Linked DNA regions of Gossypium hirsutum: region 2 is linked to region 1. A link is a contact called in public Hi-C data. All regions are on one chromosome and are shown on one strand. Each heading gives the region's core, a stretch centred on a gene start, on an enhancer-like site or on the middle of the called end of the contact. The rest is flanking DNA. Distances are from core to core; before and after follow the strand shown. Region 1 holds the start of LOC107941225 (lysine-rich arabinogalactan protein 18). Region 2 holds the start of LOC107945401 (OVARIAN TUMOR DOMAIN-containing deubiquitinating enzyme 7).

Region 1 (4,854 bases), core at 857-3,356:
ACTGGCACCCCAAGAGCTAAAGAGAAGGTAATAGTTCTGCTGTTCTTTTTTCTTTTATTTCTAACTAAACCTTTCTTCTTTACCATTATTTAAGCATGAGTTGATCACAGGCACAGGCACTTCTGAGCTACTTCAGGAACCAACGACATGGTAGTGCTGGAAGAGGCTGAAAGTAGGCATTGGGTCTAATACAGTTTGTATACGTTTGATGCTTCAAATAATGCATTTTGAGGGTTTGTTGCTTGGGCTTACATTTTACAGGGTTTTTGTTGTAGAGAAAAAGAGAATTTTTAATTTGTAGAGTCCTCTTGTGAAGTGCTTCTTCTGATACGTGGCAATTGTGAATGTAAGAAGTTTCATACATGTGAGTCTGTCTGGTGTTTGCAGCCGGGGGAGAAGACGATAGAAACCAATGAATAACGTCTGTCCTGGTTTATGCCCTCATGCCTAATTATTTTTTACTCAAAACTGTTCTTTCAGATTAAACTAAATATTCAGATTGATTTGTAAGATATGCATTTGCTGCCATTTTAAGCTTTTCTGTACTTTTATTGGAACATTGTCTAACCAAACAGCTCCTTTTTTCCCTGTAATCATGAGCTATATATGATCGTTTCAGTTTTGTTACTTTTACAATGTTTAACCCGCACAAACGATCTTGAGATTCATTAGCATTGGTATTAGTAAAATAAATTGTGATTTTATTATATAATCGAAAAATAAAAGACAGAAAATGGGTAAATGAAGGGATAAAAACAAGAATAGTGGAAATTACAAAGGAAAAAAAACTAGAGTTTCCGCCTCTCAGTACACCAACCAAAGAATTACAACGCAGAATGTGGAATGTGATCAAAACAAATCTAGAAGCTCAAAGCAATGGCTGCCCATCCCAACGCCAACCCTCCAATTATCTTCTTCATGTTCTTCATTGCCTCTGCTCCACTCTGCATTTGTTTACAATAACTCTTTAAATGTTACATGAAAAAAAGATCCGTTGGTCGGTCCTTTTTCAGAAAAGTAAATGAACTAGCTCAACGGTGCATCCTTTAGACGCGATTAAAAGAAAAACAAGATCTCTCTACATTTATGCAGTGTAAAAGTTCGGATCTGAAAGCGCATTGTTATATGATGTAAGCTACTGAAGCGTTAGTAAAGAAAAAGAATGTACCTCATCGGCAGCGACAGATGGACCGGGAGAGGAAGCATCGAGGCTAGGTCCAGGAGCTCCAGTTGGTGGAGCGGGAGGTCCAAGCATATCAGGTGAAGGAGTCGGAGCATGGTGTTTCTTGGATTTCTTGCTTTTGCTCTTGCTCTTGCTTGGAGCTGGGGCCGGAACCTCAGCAGTAGTTGGTGCAGCAACAGGAGCCGGAGGAGAGGCCGAGCTCTCTGGTGGAGTCGTCGGTGCAGCAACGGGAGGCGATTTGGCTGGAGGAGAGCTCACAGGTACTGGAGCAGGTGGAGAACTCACCGGAGCAGCAGCCGGAGGAGAAGAAGCCGTAGCAGATTTAGATGGGGCTGGAACCGCCGCAGACTTCTCCGGAGCCGCAGCCGGTGGTGAAGAAGTTGGTGGGGAAGTGGTAGGGGCAGCAGTTGGAGCCGGTGATTTAGGTTTGCTAACAGGGGCAGTAGCGGGAGCAGTAGCAGGAGTAGCCGCGGCCGGCGGAGCTTTAGTAGGTGAGGCTGCCGGAGATTGACCACCGACAGCGGTTACCACAAAGCAAATCAAAGCAACTGCAAATGCACTTCTACGATCCATTTCTTGAAGACAGAGGGAGAGTGAAGTAGTAACAGAAACTAATGACAACGAGACGACAGACTCTCAATAAATATATAAATAAATGAGGGAGAGAATCAGAAAAAATGATGATTATAAAAAGAAAAGAAGAAAAAGTTAGGAACGTGTTTGGATCAGAAATAGCCGTTGGATGAGAAGCTATTTCGGGGCCCACCGTCATCAAATTGTAATGTGGCGATCAAGACTCGACAGTCTGGATTGGGGGCCCACATACATGAACCATGTAATTTGTTGTTACATTACCTGAGTAGGGTAAACTACACCCAAGGTCACTGAAGTATTAATAAATTTACATTTAAGTCGTTCAACTTCAAAAAGTTAGAAAATAGTCACTAAATCATTCGAAGGATTTTATTTAATTCATTGGGCTATTAAATCGCTGTTGGATAACTTTCTTTATACACACGGTCTGCACCAATCATAAAATCTCATTCTTCTTCTCTTCAACAATTTAATTATTTTCGTGGAGCAATTTTAAATGTTATGAATTTACGAATCAAAATTCAAATAGTTTTCTTTTTCGATCTCTTACAAGGTATGTTCTACTCTTCATAGGTACTAATCCATTGTATCAATCGTCATAAAAAAATACTTAACAACTCAATGACTTAAATAAATACTTTTGAATAATTCAGTGACCATGTTGTAATTTTTTAAAGTTAAGTGACCAAAATATGAATTTACTAATAATTTAGTGACCTTAGGTGTAGTTTACCCTACTAATTAATATTATAATAAATGTTTAATTCTATCCCCAACCCCTATACTCTTTGGGGTTTTAAAATTTAGCCTTCCTACTTTTGATTTTAAAAATTTAGTTTCTCTTCATTTTTATTTAAAAGTCCAATTCATGAAAACTTGGTTAAATTTTAATATTCGAAGCTTTGATCTAAAAATAATAATATAATATATTTAAATTGAATGGAAATGTTATTAATTAAATTTTAATTTTTAAATCAAGCAGGAGAGATAGGGAATTAAAAGGTGATAGATTAAAATTTAAAAGCTGAAAGAGTAAAGGGGTTGAAAAAAATTAAACCTACAATAACTAATTGAATGATACAATTGTTATGAAGTAGTGAGACAGCTGGACGTAGGGAGAGTGGGCTATGGCTGCGCAAAGAGACAAACCAATAGGAGGTGGCCGCGTGACCGGGTAAAGCAGTTACGGGTGATATTTTGAGATGGGTCACCGACTCACCGGCAAGAAACTGTGTCTCTGCAAGCAAAACTTGTCTGGAATAACGTGACGTGTATTATACTTAAACACTCTAACCTTCTCTCTTTTCGTTAAAAATTGTCAAGTGGCTAAGGCTTTTTTTTATCATCTATATATTAGAGTTTTAAAAAAAGTTTTGCAAAATAGTTGAGTTGTGTAATTATTTCACCTCCACCCTTTGGCCTCTCTCGGTACATTATTATGTAAAAGTGAGTATTCCACTGACTCTATTAAAAATTTTTGAGTTAATTGAGTTAACGAGTTTTATTTTATCATTTTAACTCGATTTAAATTTTTTCAAATTGAATTGAGTAAAATAAAATTCGAGTCAATTCGAATGAAATTGTTCGAGTTAAATTAAAAAATTAAACATGTTAAATTAAAATATTGTTATACTATAACTAATTCCATGTTATAATACTTAAATTTGAAACCATATATATTTGAAAACTTTTTCAAAGCAGAATAAAAAAATTACTTTAGTATGATAAACTTGAATCATTAATTAACTTATTTAGGTCCCAAAATTATTATTCTAGAAAAATTTTAATATTTTAACTTTCTTTATATTTTTTCAGATTTTTTTTTGAAATTTTTATAATTTTTAAAAAGTATAAATTTGGAATTTTTATAAATATTTTGAAATTTTAAAATTATTTTGTAATTTTTATTGAGAGAGAGGTCAATTTGTTCATTTTCAAACTTGGCAGAGACCAAAAAGGTATTTATACCAATATGTTATTCGAATTATTCGAGTTATTTTAATTGTAAAATTCAACTCGATTCGAACTCGAAACTCGAATTACTTACTCGAGTTGACTTGAATAATTCAAATAACTCGATTCAATTAACTCAAAATTTAATTTTTTTGGATCAAATTGAATTTTGCTCACTCCTATTATTTTGCACAGCATCACAATATAGATTTTTCGGTTTTAAAATATCGCCGATCTATATTCTTCTTCAATGCTATAAAGCTCGACCCTTCCACAATCATTATCTATACATCATCATCATACATTGTATGAATCGTAGAATATATTATTGGATTGTCATATATAATAAATTTATATCTATTCATCATCATCATACATTATACAAAAATATATAATATGTCAATTTACTACATTCATGATATGGATTGAAAGATAAAAATTACACAAATAAAAATTATATTTACTAAAAATAATGATATTTTCAATAATTATTTGATTTTATAAATAAAAGAGTTATTAATTAAAAAGATAAATAAAAAATAAAAAAACTTGAAAACAATATATTTATTAATTATAAATATTAATTAAAAATAATAAAAAAGTTGAAATAAAAAATACATATTAAAATTCTTATAAAAGGAATCAAACTTAGGACTGAAAGAAGAAATTACAATTATCTAACCATCTAACCAAAAGAGCTAATGTGTCAAAAATATTAATTAAAAAAAACTTAAAATAACATGAAATAAAAATTACAAAAATGAATAGGAGAGGAATTGAACCTAAGACTTAAGACTAAAAACACTAACGCTTAACCATTTGATCAAAAGAGCTAAATTGTCAATTTGTGAAAACATGACACATGTTCAGCTGACGTAGCTAAAAATACGCCCTATAAGACGCATTTTCAATGACATAGACAGTGAAAATGCACCATGTAAGACGTGCTTTCCTTTCTCTCTTCAAAACAACATTGATAAATTAAAAAAAAAAACATAGATCATTAAATGTAGATTTTTTTTCAGCATAAATGGATAAATCAACCTGGTATATATTAAATTAATTATATTATCTTAATTATTTATTTCACTGAGTCTTATTAATGAATGCCAAATATTATATAT
Region 2 (5,396 bases), core at 1,342-3,841, 860 kb before region 1:
GGAACATGAATCCACTACCTGCAAAATTGTCAGACACTTTCAGTTCAAGCTGTAGCCATCATTAAAGGGAGGGTAAGAGAAGGTGAAAGGAAAAAGAAAAAGGAACCTGGCAACTTCCATTAGAGCAAGAAGACCAAATGTTGATGAAGGAAGAGAAGAGTAGTAGGAGAAACAAGTACCCAGTTGCAGTGGCTCTGGATAAGTCACGGTGGTCCGTGAAACACGTCATTGTTTGGATTTCGCTTCTGCTTATGCAAAGTCCGACAAAGATGATATGTGTGTGTGTATGTATATGAATGCAGAGAAGATTAAGAAACCATGAAACAGAACAGGTTCTAATGAAAAGCTTAAGAGAATGTTTCTGGATACTTTAACGCGGGCATTATTATTAACCCTTATTTTTACTTTCGGTCAAACTCTTTTATTAGTCCCTGTACTATGAGAAAGTTGCTTATTTGTTAGGTCGAATTTTGGTATTAGTAACATACTTATGCATAAATTATAGATTTAGTCAGTGTTTTTCAATTCAATCATTTTTAATTTCTATACTTTTTTAAATTTTAAAATGGTAGCCATTAAATTCATCAATTAAAATGATGAGACTTTTTTTTTATGACTATTATGTGAAATTAATAGATTGACAGTATATTATACATGATAATATGCCTGTCACATCAACCTTTGGAAACAAACGAATTTAATTTAATAAAATTAACATCTAAATTTTAATTTAACTAATTTTTTAATATGATCACGATTTATAAAGATGATCCTCTAATAATAATATCTTTTTTAAGGTTGGAACCTAAATTTTCTCATGTATTATACCTAAGATTCATTGGTAAATTTTAATTTTAGAAGGATGTAGAAGCTTGCGCCCTAAAATGGCAGGGGTAGTTGAAGATATAGATGGAGTGATTTGGAGTTTGGGTATTGTGAAAAGGTGGGCTTCAATTTTTATAGCAGAACTAAGATGTGGCCACTGTTTATTTGTTGAAGGAACCAAGTGACAATGTCAAATGTCAACTTCAATGGTAGCCTTGCTTTTTTAGTCGGTTGGAAAATGGTTTGTCATTTAATGTGGTTTTAATGTATATATCAAAAAATAAAATAAAAAAAACTTACGTGCACGAGTAAATGTAAATCTTATTTTTTTGATTAATGGGTTTATATAGAAATGTCAATGGGACGGGACGGGGTTTACAGAGTCTCATCCCACTTTGCACTCAATTTAGTGAATAAGGGAACAAAAATTAGACTTGCCTCATCCTGATTATTTAAAATATAAATATTTATAAAAATTTAATTTAATAATTATCTTAATAGTATTTTATTTAGTTATCAGTATTTAATTTTTGCACTTGTGTTACATTTGTCACATATGTGGTGGAAGTTGAAGGACAAGTATTTTATACTTTTTCATAAAAAAAATTAATTTATATTTATTTAATTAATACTTATAAATATATTATATGAAATGGGTCGCGAGACAGGTATAGCGGAAATTAGGTGGGTTTGAAGACCCACATGGGTGGTGGGACAGGGATGGTTTTGGGTTTTGTACCCACAACAGGTCGCAGGGTGGGGATAGGAATGAAAATTCTTGGCGGGGTTGGGTGCGGAGAGAGCACCCCTTTACATGCCCCGCCCAATTGACATCCCTAGGTTCTTATAATCATTTATTTAAGTTTTACCTAAATGTCCACAATAAACTTCCCTTAAATATGATAAATAATGTTTTAATAACTACTTTAGTATTACTTTTAAAAAGTATGGTAAAAAAATATATTTTTTAAATTTAAGTATTTAATATTACAGTATTAAAATATTTTTTGAGAAAATAAAATATAATTTCAAACATTATGTAAAAAGAACATGCATTTTAATTAAATTTAATAAATTTAAAATTTTAATGAATATAATTTATTTACGGTTACTTTAGATGGATTGTGTGTTTAGTTGCAGTTAGTGTAAAAACAAATATTTTTAAAATTTTAATTTAAAATTTAAAATTTAATATTGTCGTAAAAAATAATTTTTGAGAAAATAAAATATAATTTTAAACATTATGTAAAAAAATATGCATTTTAATTAAATTTAATAAATTTAAAATTTTAATAAATATAATTGATTTAGGGTTACTTTAGATGGACGGTGCGTTTACTTACAGTTAGTGTAAAAACAACAGTAGCAATGAGATTATATACTGTAACGTGAGAAAAAAAATTAAACGCACCGTAATAAAGGTAAATGCCCATGGGGCTTTAATGTTTTTATATTCTTATCACTTGGTTGAATTTCAATGGAAATAGAATCTCATGTGATGGCTTGATGGTCAAGGGTGCTCACTGCCCAAAGTGTGGTTTAGGTTCGAGTTGCGTTAATTGTTCGGGCTTTACCTATTGTTGTAATTCAAAAAAAAAATCAATCAAAATAAATATAATTATTGAGCTGAAATTATGGAAGTTAAGCAAGGTTCTTAGGTGAAGTTGAAGGATAATCAAAACTCTTTGTTGGACCCAAAGGCCTCAACCATTTTGGCCCAAGCAGCAGGGCTACCACTACATCATTGGAGTTTAAATTCACTTAGCCCAATAATATGGTATGCTCCGTCGCGGCTGAACTCCACCACTCCGTACGTCCGTGTCGCCGCAATTTCAAGCTCAGTTTCGACCCCTATCACCGGCATCATCATCATCTTCCCCCTTTTGTCGGAACCACAAAAATCCTACTAATTCATCCAACATCAACATCAACCTCGTGAACCAATGGTAAAAACTAGACAACAAAAATCCAAACCCAAACCCAAGAAACAACAACAACAACATCCCCAAGTAAGTTTTAGTTTTTCCTTTCCCTGTTTCTTTACGTCATATTCGATCTCCTTTTCTTTTTTCAGTTTTGGCTATACTGTAGTCGTCTATCTACGAACTTCTAAACTTTTTTATGATCAGGATAATGATTTCAATGGATAAATTGTGAGATATTTGATGAGCAATGCTCTGAACTTTTGCTTTTCGATGAATATTAATGTCTAATAATAGAAGGGGCCTCACAAAACAATCTCTTTTGCTGAATCAACATATTACACAACTTTTTTGTGCTTTAAAATAGGTTTGGGTTTTGCAATTTGTGAATGCCACTGATAGAAAAGCATCCAAATAACTGGATGATCGCTCAATTTAATGCTTTCCATGGTTGAGCATTTCTTCATCCTGCTAAATTACCCAACAAAAATCTGTTTGGTGGATAGGTAAAGAAGCAGGGAAAGCAGGCAGATATTTCGCTCGATGCTTTGGGCCTAAAGATCATCAAAGTGACTGCAGATGGTAATTGTTTTTTCAGGTTTGTATCTTTTTAGTTCCATTTTTTGTCCCCTTGTTCTTTTTCTGAATGTTTTCACAATGTATTTTGTAGCATTCATGTCATCTGCATTCGTTATACCTGATTTCAGTACTTCATTGTCATACTTGAGGTGCGTATTATCTTTGATTTTGGTGAAGTTGCTCACTCTTTTCAGTTAGCAGGGCTCTTGCTGATCAGTTGGAAGGTAACGAGGAAGAACATGGAAAATATCGCAGCATGGTGGTGCAATATATAGTGGTAAATGATAATTATAAAGGCATTGTTATTGTTTTTGTTATAGTTCTGTAAGAACCTCCGAATCTGTTTTCAGATGTTTACATTGGACGATAGAAATAATATTGTAAGTACTGTTTAATTGCATTAGTTCATGTAGTAGTGTACTATAGATATGTTATTGTCAATGATTAGAATGGGTAATTAGAAAACTGAAGGATAAGGATATGAACTTAGAATTTTCATTACATTTGGCTACTACTTGTTAATTACATTTTCATTGTTGAATAAGACATTTATTTTAGCACTTAACTCCAGTGAGTAGATGCAAATCCCCCATATCTGAAACAATCTAAATGTACAAACAAATGATGAGCAGTGCTTATTTGGTTCTGTGTAGCATGATATGCCCTATTTTAACTGATTTTTTTTTTCCAAAGAACTGTATGTTAACAGTGAATTAGAAGATCGCTAATTTCTCTTTACTTAGATGATATTTAACATATTTTTTGCCTGCTTGGATAGTTGGATGATTTATGATATGTTCCTCGTTTTGGCTCATTCCCCTCCATGCCTCTCCCATCTTTTCTTCTTACCGAAGATTCAACTTGTAGGAAATTCTCACTTTTACCTGATAACAGATGAACCGTGAAATGTTTGAACCCTTTATCGAGGATGATGTCCCATTTGATGAATACTGTCAATCCATGGAAAAGGATGGCACATGGGCTGGACATATGGAACTGCAGGCAGCTTCTCTTGTTACTCGCAGAAATATATGCATACATCGGGTAAGATCTTATCTTTTCCTCTCTTCTATGGTTAACCTTCAGCATCATGGAAGTCATTCCTCACGCTTTGCATGGTGTATAGAACATGTCACCTCGCTGGTACATAAAGAATTTTGAAGATAGAGCAGCTCGCATGGTCCATTTGTAAGTGTTGTAGTATTCCTTTGTTGTTAGCAGTCTTCATTTTGCTTTCACACTCCTCGATTATAGTCTATAGTTTCAATTCTGCTTTATGAAGTACAATTTTTTTCAGATCATATCATGACGAAGAACACTACAACAGTGTAAGATTGAAAGAAGACCCCTGTAATGGGCCAGCAATGCCAATTATAATTAAGGTTTGAGTCTATTTTTCACTGTGATGATCCTTGTATTTTATTCTGCTTTTTAGTTTGGATGTCTTAATTGGTAACGATAGTCTACTAACTTCTAGATTCTCAAAAGGCAGATGCTGATATCTCAGCGTCATCTAATCAAGCAAAAGCTGCAGTTAGTAAGATGAAGGGGGCAGCTGGTAAGGACTGTATCAATACAGGATCAATGAAATTAGTAATGGCTGGAAGTGGTTGTGAAAGTGCGGAAAAAGTTGAACAGGTGATGCATTTAGCATGATTTTTTTTTATCTGGTGTATTTTATCCCTGCATGGCTGTGACATTTCTAAGCGGCCTTGAGTCCCATGTTTTGCATGCTTGGAATACTTTCTCCTCCTTTATGTTTACATTGCTTAGTTATCCTTCTTCAGGTTTTGTTACAAGTAGATGGTGACGTTGATGCTGCTATGGAGTTTCTGATAGCAGAACAAGGGGCTGAAGAATGTACAGCTGCAAATAATTCACTTACTTGTCATGCAAATGGTTCTTATGGTAATGGCCGGTCAGTATGTAGGCAAATTCTAGTTATTTCGTTAGGGTTCCCCCTACATTTCTTTTCAATTTTCTTCTTTATGATGAAAAAGTCCACTTTGTTTCTATAACATTGTATGTAGGTTTTTTGAGTTTGTTGATGAGATTAGAAAGACCATTACA

What was found. Hi-C and Micro-C count contacts between places; a contact is called where the count stands out from the background.
Region 2: a Hi-C map of leaf shows a contact between it and region 1, with 3 times the contacts expected there. The contact joins the promoter of LOC107945401 here to the promoter of LOC107941225 in region 1. A contact is called at or near these places in 3 of 34 Hi-C or Micro-C datasets (all in leaf).

The regions. Positions count from the first base shown.
Region 1 is chrD12:29,841,058-29,845,911 of Gossypium_hirsutum_v2.1, reverse strand. It overlaps LOC107941225 (lysine-rich arabinogalactan protein 18), which reads right to left and starts at 2,106. Exons shown (of 2, transcript XM_016874782.2): 1 at 1,169-2,106; 2 at 681-944. The coding sequence starts at 1,756. The coding sequence ends at 861. LOC107945352 (U-box domain-containing protein 4) reads left to right here. Exons shown (of 6, transcript XM_016879318.2): 5 at 1-27; 6 at 111-627. The coding sequence ends at 170.
Region 2 is chrD12:30,698,078-30,703,473 of Gossypium_hirsutum_v2.1, reverse strand. LOC107945401 (OVARIAN TUMOR DOMAIN-containing deubiquitinating enzyme 7) reads left to right here and starts at 2,591. Exons shown (of 11, transcript XM_041107911.1): 1 at 2,591-2,834; 2 at 3,254-3,345; 3 at 3,521-3,603; 4 at 4,221-4,370; 5 at 4,453-4,514; 6 at 4,624-4,708; 7 at 4,815-4,964; 8 at 5,114-5,234. The coding sequence starts at 3,327. It also overlaps the pseudogene LOC121224493.